Regions from separate parts of the Sus scrofa genome. Here region 2 is linked to region 1. The links are chromatin contacts, called in public HiChIP or PLAC-seq maps. All regions are on one chromosome and are shown on one strand. The core of a region is the stretch at or near the end of the contact, and the rest is flanking DNA. Distances in the headings are between cores, read along the strand shown.

Evidence for each region. HiChIP or PLAC-seq counts read pairs in DNA pulled down with a chosen protein or histone mark.
Region 2: a contact with region 1 is called in an H3K27ac HiChIP or PLAC-seq map of skeletal muscle, with 6 times the contacts expected there. The contact joins the promoter of C2H11orf96 here to the enhancer-like site in region 1. A contact is called at or near these places in 9 of 47 Hi-C or Micro-C datasets (alveolar macrophages, embryonic fibroblasts, liver and 5 more) and 1 of 2 datasets of contacts at active chromatin or transcription factors (skeletal muscle).

The regions. Positions count from the first base shown.
Region 1 is chr2:18,299,330-18,302,187 of Sscrofa11.1, forward strand. All of the region lies in intron 1 of ACCSL (probable inactive 1-aminocyclopropane-1-carboxylate synthase-like protein 2), which reads right to left. It overlaps LOC110259274 (a long non-coding RNA gene), which reads left to right. Exons shown (of 2, transcript XR_002341492.1): 2 at 435-1,054. Among named protein-coding and RNA genes, the nearest start is that of ACCS, 34 kb to the left of the region's middle. Within about 2 kb of position 1,517, at least 22 of the 83 cell types and tissues checked have an H3K27ac peak or open chromatin away from gene starts, as enhancers often do. A contact at or near this core is called in retroperitoneal adipose tissue, skeletal muscle and subcutaneous adipose tissue, where this site is marked.
Region 2 is chr2:18,392,427-18,395,284 of Sscrofa11.1, forward strand. It overlaps C2H11orf96, which reads right to left and starts at 1,485. Exons shown (of 1, transcript XM_021085053.1): 1 at 1-1,485. The coding sequence starts at 1,485. The coding sequence ends at 490. All of the region lies in intron 1 of ACCSL (probable inactive 1-aminocyclopropane-1-carboxylate synthase-like protein 2), which reads right to left.

The sequences.
Region 1 (2,858 bases), core at 267-2,766:
TTCCGCCTCCTCCCACTCCCTCCCGTTTACCCTTCACAGGTGTTTCCTCCAATTAACACGTTGCATTTTGTCTTTTTTTTTGTGTCTTTTCTGGGGCTGCACCCGAAGCATATGGAGGTTTCCAGGCTAGGGGTCGAATCAGAGCTCCAGCTGCCAGCCTGCACCAGAGCCACAGCAACGCCAGACCTGGCCTACACCACAGCTCATGGCAATGTCGGATCCTTAACCCACTGAGCGAGGCCAGGGATTGAACCCACCGCCTCATGGTTCCCAGTCAGACTCGATAACCACTGAGCCACGACGGGAACTCCACACGTTGCATTTTGAATCCCAGTTTGGTGTCTGCTTCTCGGAGGACATGAACTAACACGTTGCAAAGCTGAGATTCGAACCCACGGAGCCTCAGCCTGATGCTTCCTTTTGTTTCTCTCCAGCCATTTTCCTCTCAGGAGAAAAGACATCTGCAAAGGTTACTACCATCCAGAGCTCAGAAGCTCTAAGGCCACAGAAGAGGGAAACTCCAACGACAAAGAAAACAAAAGCGCAGGAACCTCCGCAGACATGCCTGGGGGAGCCAGACAGACACCTGGCTCTTCAGGAACTGACCTGACCTGGGAGCCTCCACAGAAGGAATTGGGGGGGTTGGGGGATGACAAGCTAGCATTTATTTTTTTCTCTGCTCCAAGCCCTTTACACACAGTTACCTCACTTCATCTTCCCCAATGCTCATAAAGCTGGTATCTGAACCTCCACTTTACAAGTGAAGGCATGAGGCTCAGAGAGATGAAGCCACTTGCCTGGAGTCACACAGCTAGTGGGGGTTCAAAACGTATTACTTCTGCCCCCACACCCGCAGCCCTGCCTTTTGGCCAGCCAGTTTTCCATTACACCATGCTGTTTCCATTCTGCTATTGACAGAAATGAGATAAACAATTTTTTTTTTTTTTTTTTTTTTTACAAAACCCAAACCTCAGGCTGATCATAGTTGCACAAGAGTCGATATCCAGACCTGAATCACCATCTGGCTTTGCCTTCATTCCTACTTAAAAAAAAACCCCAACACATTAACAGCTGAAACCTTGACAAATGAGTGAGGAACACACAAAAATCAAAGGATCTCAGCCAGGACCCAAAAAAAAAAAAATCCCCTAAATTCTTTCCCCATGAGGGGAGGTTTTCCACAGGGACAGAGCCCCGTGCTTGGCTCAGGGGCCACGCCGCCTTCTCCTTGAGAAAGCTCTTGGGATAAAAATAGCCAAGCGGCAGGCGGCCCCTTTTGGGGCTCAGAGAAGAGGAGGGGAGGGATGGAAGGAGGGGGCCTTGGCTCCCCGGTGCCTGTGTCCTTGAGAAGCAGGAGGAGAGGGCCTGTGGGGGTGGGGGGTCTGAGGAGGAGGTGGGGAGAGGAGACTTCCTGGTGAGGAGGAGGAAGAAATGGTCGGGTCCGGACTCCCCAGATTCCTGGAGCCGGAGAATCCTGAGGAAATACTGCCTAGAAGCAAGAAAAGGAAGGGGCCGGGCTAGGCTTTGCTAGACCATTGCCAGCCAGCGAGAACGACCAGGAGGAGCCCCTTAGTACATAAAAAGAAGAAAAATAAAAACAAACAAGGCCCAGGGGAGCCTGGTTTGAGTGTCTAAAAAGGAAGCCAGGCCAATGGAGCCACTTCTAAGAGGCCTGTGTTCTGCAGAAGTCGTCCCCTCACCCCTTCCATCCCGGCCCCAGGGACCCCAGTTCAGACTCTGTCCTTCACCTTCCTAATTGGCCCCTCATCCAGCCCAAAATCTAAGGCTCCTCTGGAGGGCCTTCTCACCAAGCCAGAGGGCGAGCAACGCAGGGGCTCTAAGGGGCTTCGAATGACGACCCTTTGAAGATTGTCAAGTCCCTTATTTCAGCCTCACTGTGCTGATGAGGCGTCTGAAGTCCACAGAGGACAAACAGCTTGTCCAAGTCACACAGCAAGTCTCCTGACGCTGCTGCACTGCAGAGCTGCCAGTGACACCATCGACCCAGAATGTCATCCATCCAACGAGGATGACTGAGCACCAACTGGGCGGTCAGCCCTGTCACAAGTAGGTGGGCATGCAAGGTGGGAGACAACGGCTTTGTCAGGTACACAGAAAGCCTCTCTGATAGTGTGACGTCTGAGCAGAGACCTGGAGGCAGTGCAGGGTGGGCCGTGATGATATCCAGTAAGAGAGCATTCCAGACCGAGGGAATGGTGAGTGCAAAGGCCCTGAGGCTTAGTGCATTATGTGCCAGCAGGAGGCCGGATAGCTGGAGTGGAGTATTTGGGGAGGAGGTCAGAGATGGAATAGGTGGGCTCTGTAGGCCACTGGAAGAGCCTTGGCCGTCCCCCAATGTGGCAGGAAGCTTTTGCAAGGTTTTGAGCAAGACTTGCTCTGATTTAGCATCGAAAAGGCTTCCTATGATTATAAAATGGAAAAGATGCTATTGGAAAGGGTCAAGGGTGGGAGCAGATGGGAGGACACTGCAGTGACCCGGCCTGAAATGGTGATAGTGAGGCTGGGGGTATGAGGATGGTGAGAAGCAGGTGGATTCTGGGTGGAAGGCAAGCCATAGGATTTGCTGTTTGATCACACATAGGCTGAGACAGGAAGAAAGACATCAAGGATGATGCAGGGCTTTGGCCTGAGCAACAGCAAAGATGGAGTTTTTTGAAGTAAGGAAACCATGAGAGGAGTAAATCTGAGGGGAAGATCAGGACTGTGTACGTGGATCCAGCCTCAGGGCAGAATCGATCCCAGCCCCGACCCAGCCCCCAGACCTTCATTGATCACCAGGTGCATTAAGTCTGGAACAGCCCTCCTCCGCGTTCAGCCCCAGGCAGTGCAGCAGACAG
Region 2 (2,858 bases), core at 235-2,734, 93 kb after region 1:
CAACTGAGCTGCGCTCCAAGTCCCATCGGCCGAGCCTAACAATTACAAAAGTGTTCAGCGAGAGTGTGTCGGCGTGAGTGTGAACGGGAGTGCGCTGGGGGGCACGGTGGAGCGGTGTGCAAAGTCGGAGTTGCAACCATCGGACAAGGGCGTGGAGCTGCTCTCCGAGAAGCCCTGGTGACCCGGGGCGACTCGGCGCGGGCGCGTCCCCGCACACACTCACAGCAGAGTTCGTACTGGAAGGAGTTTAAAAATAAACATTTACAAGGGCAAAGAAAGCGGCCCCCCTCCCTGTCGCCCGAGGGTGAGCGCGGCGCGGCGCAAGGCGCCCCAACCAGTTCGCAGCCGAGCGAAGGTCCAAGTGCTCGAGGGGCGCTGGTTCCCGGTCTTCCTGGGCCCCGGGGAGGCGGGCGCGGGCTCTCTCGGGTTCGAACGCCGGTCGCCGGCGGGCCTCCGAGGCGCGTGTGTCCCGGCTGCGGGCGGCGCCCCTCACAGGGCCGAGTCGGAGTCGCTAGAGTCCAGGCTGTTCCTCAGTTTGCAGCTGGTGAGTTGCTCCCGCTGCAGCGACAGGCTCTGCGTGCTGCGGCGCAGGCACTCCAGGCTCTGCAGGAACGACTTCTTGGCCTTCTCCTCCTCCATGGGGGACACTCCCTCCTCCTCCACCTCCTGGATCTCGTCGAAGGTCACCGGCTGCGTCTTGAAGCGGGACTGGCGCGGCCGCCGCAGCCGACCCTTGCCCTTGGACAGCTTGGCGGGCCGCACGGGCTGCGGGAACTCGTCGGCCAGGCACACGAAGTGCGGCATCACCGCCTGGTAGCTGGAGCAGATGCCCATCAGCTCGCTGGGCTTGGCGGCCGCCATGGCGCTGCCCGTGTCTTCGGGGCCGGGCGGCGGGGCGCCGGGGCTCTCCAGGGGCGGCCGCTGCGCCGGGGCCCCCCGGGAGGCAGCAGCCTGGGGCTCGCCGGGCGGGGGATCCAAATCTGCTGTGGGGTGGCGGCGGCCCTCGCGGGCCCGGGTCGGCGCTCCTCGGGAGGGCGGGCAGGCGGGCCCGTCGTGGGGAACGGGGCTCTGGGGGATGCTGCTCCGCTGCGCTCCGAGGCGCTCGCCGCCGCTGCTGTCGCCGTCTGCCCCGCGGCGGCCCGGCCCACCGCTTATATAGCCGGCTCCTGCCCACACGGCTGCGAGCTCGGATGACAGCGAATGCCATTTAAAGCGTGTGCGCCCCGCGCCCTTCCGCCTGACGTCGCCCCGCCACGCTGGGAAAGTAGCGGCCCTTTCCCCAGCGCCGCCCGCCAACCCGGCTCCGGAAGGCGGGCCCCGCCCGCGGGGGTTCCGGGAGCATCCAAGGCCCCGAAGCACGCGGCTGTGCAGGGGCGGGCGGCCCAGGTGCAGGGTCTTGTCCTGGGCCTCCCCCAAGCCTGGAGGAAACGTGGTAGCCGCGGGGACGCAGGTCCCCCTCTCCAGCCTCCTAATCCCAGAGGCACACAATCAAGACGCTTGGTTATGCTGCGGAGGGTTCTGCGCTGCGCGCGGAGCGGAGGCAGCTCCCAGTCTCCTTGCTGCAGGGAGAGCCATGCCACCTGGCTCCCCAAAACTGAGTCTGGAGGAAGGGCTGGATTTCTTCTCTGGACTCATGCCAGCACTCCCAGACACATACACACACACACACACACACACACACAAATACAAACACACTGGATTATTCCATTCCACTTCGCTTCCCTAATTGTCTTCTCTATGTTTGTCTCCTCACTACTTGCACCCTCCAAGTCCCTTGAGCACCCACATTCATGCTCAAAGAATGACACTTAGATATGGGACTAACAACAACAACAATAATGATAAGTAACCATCTGGAGAGCATTACTCCAAGCCAGGCAGTGAGCTTTGCTTTACATATATTATCCTACTTAATCTTCCTAACAGCCCTGCGAGGTAATTGGTAGTCTCCCAGTTTTACATATGAGAGAACGGAGGCACAGAGAGGAGAAGCAATTCGTCCACTAGAGGCTGATGGCACCAAGGGGGCTCAACCCCAGGGGCTGAGAGCCACCAATGCTGAGTCCTGCTAAGGGCTGAGAGCCACCAATGCCCCCAAGGCTTCTCAGAGCAGATCCTCTGCCTGGGTTTCCCACATTCCCAAGAGGAAACCATAAATAAGCATTGCTCTGACATGTGGGCCTGGGGTGCTAGCATCCAGCAAGGCTCATGGGAAGGCTGGGAAAGGAGGAAATCAATGGAAATTGGCCGCCATTCCTTCCATAGCCATCCGACAAAGACTTATTGAGAACATACTAAGTACTGGTTCAGGAGGGTCCCCGCCTTTGGGAAAGTTACAGTCCAGGGAAGGGAGCAGAGCAGACACTAAACACCTAAACAAGAAATGAGCTGTGGGTGGTGATAGGGATGCAGATGGAGAGATGCTGGGGGATGGCGCACAAAAGGCTCTTTGGAGTGGGTGATATTTAAGGTGTCCTCAGAAGGACAATAATAGCACTACTAAGTGCTTAACAGATGCCATGCTTTGAGTACTGTTTATGCATTAATTCGTTTAATGTGCTCATTATTTTGTTTAATCCTCTCAGCAACTCCAGGTAACAAGTATTTTTATTATTTATTTATTTATTTTGGTCTTTTTAGGGCTGCACCTGTGGCATGTGGCAGTTCCCAGGCTAGAGATCAAATCAGGGCTGTAGCTGCCAGCCTACACCACAGCCACAGCAATGCGGGATCTGAGCCACATCTGCGACCTACACCACAGCTTGCAGCAATGCTGGATCTTAACCTACTGAGCGAGGCCAAGGATGGAACCTGTGTCCTCATGGATGCTAGTCAGATTCATTTCTGCTGAGCCATGA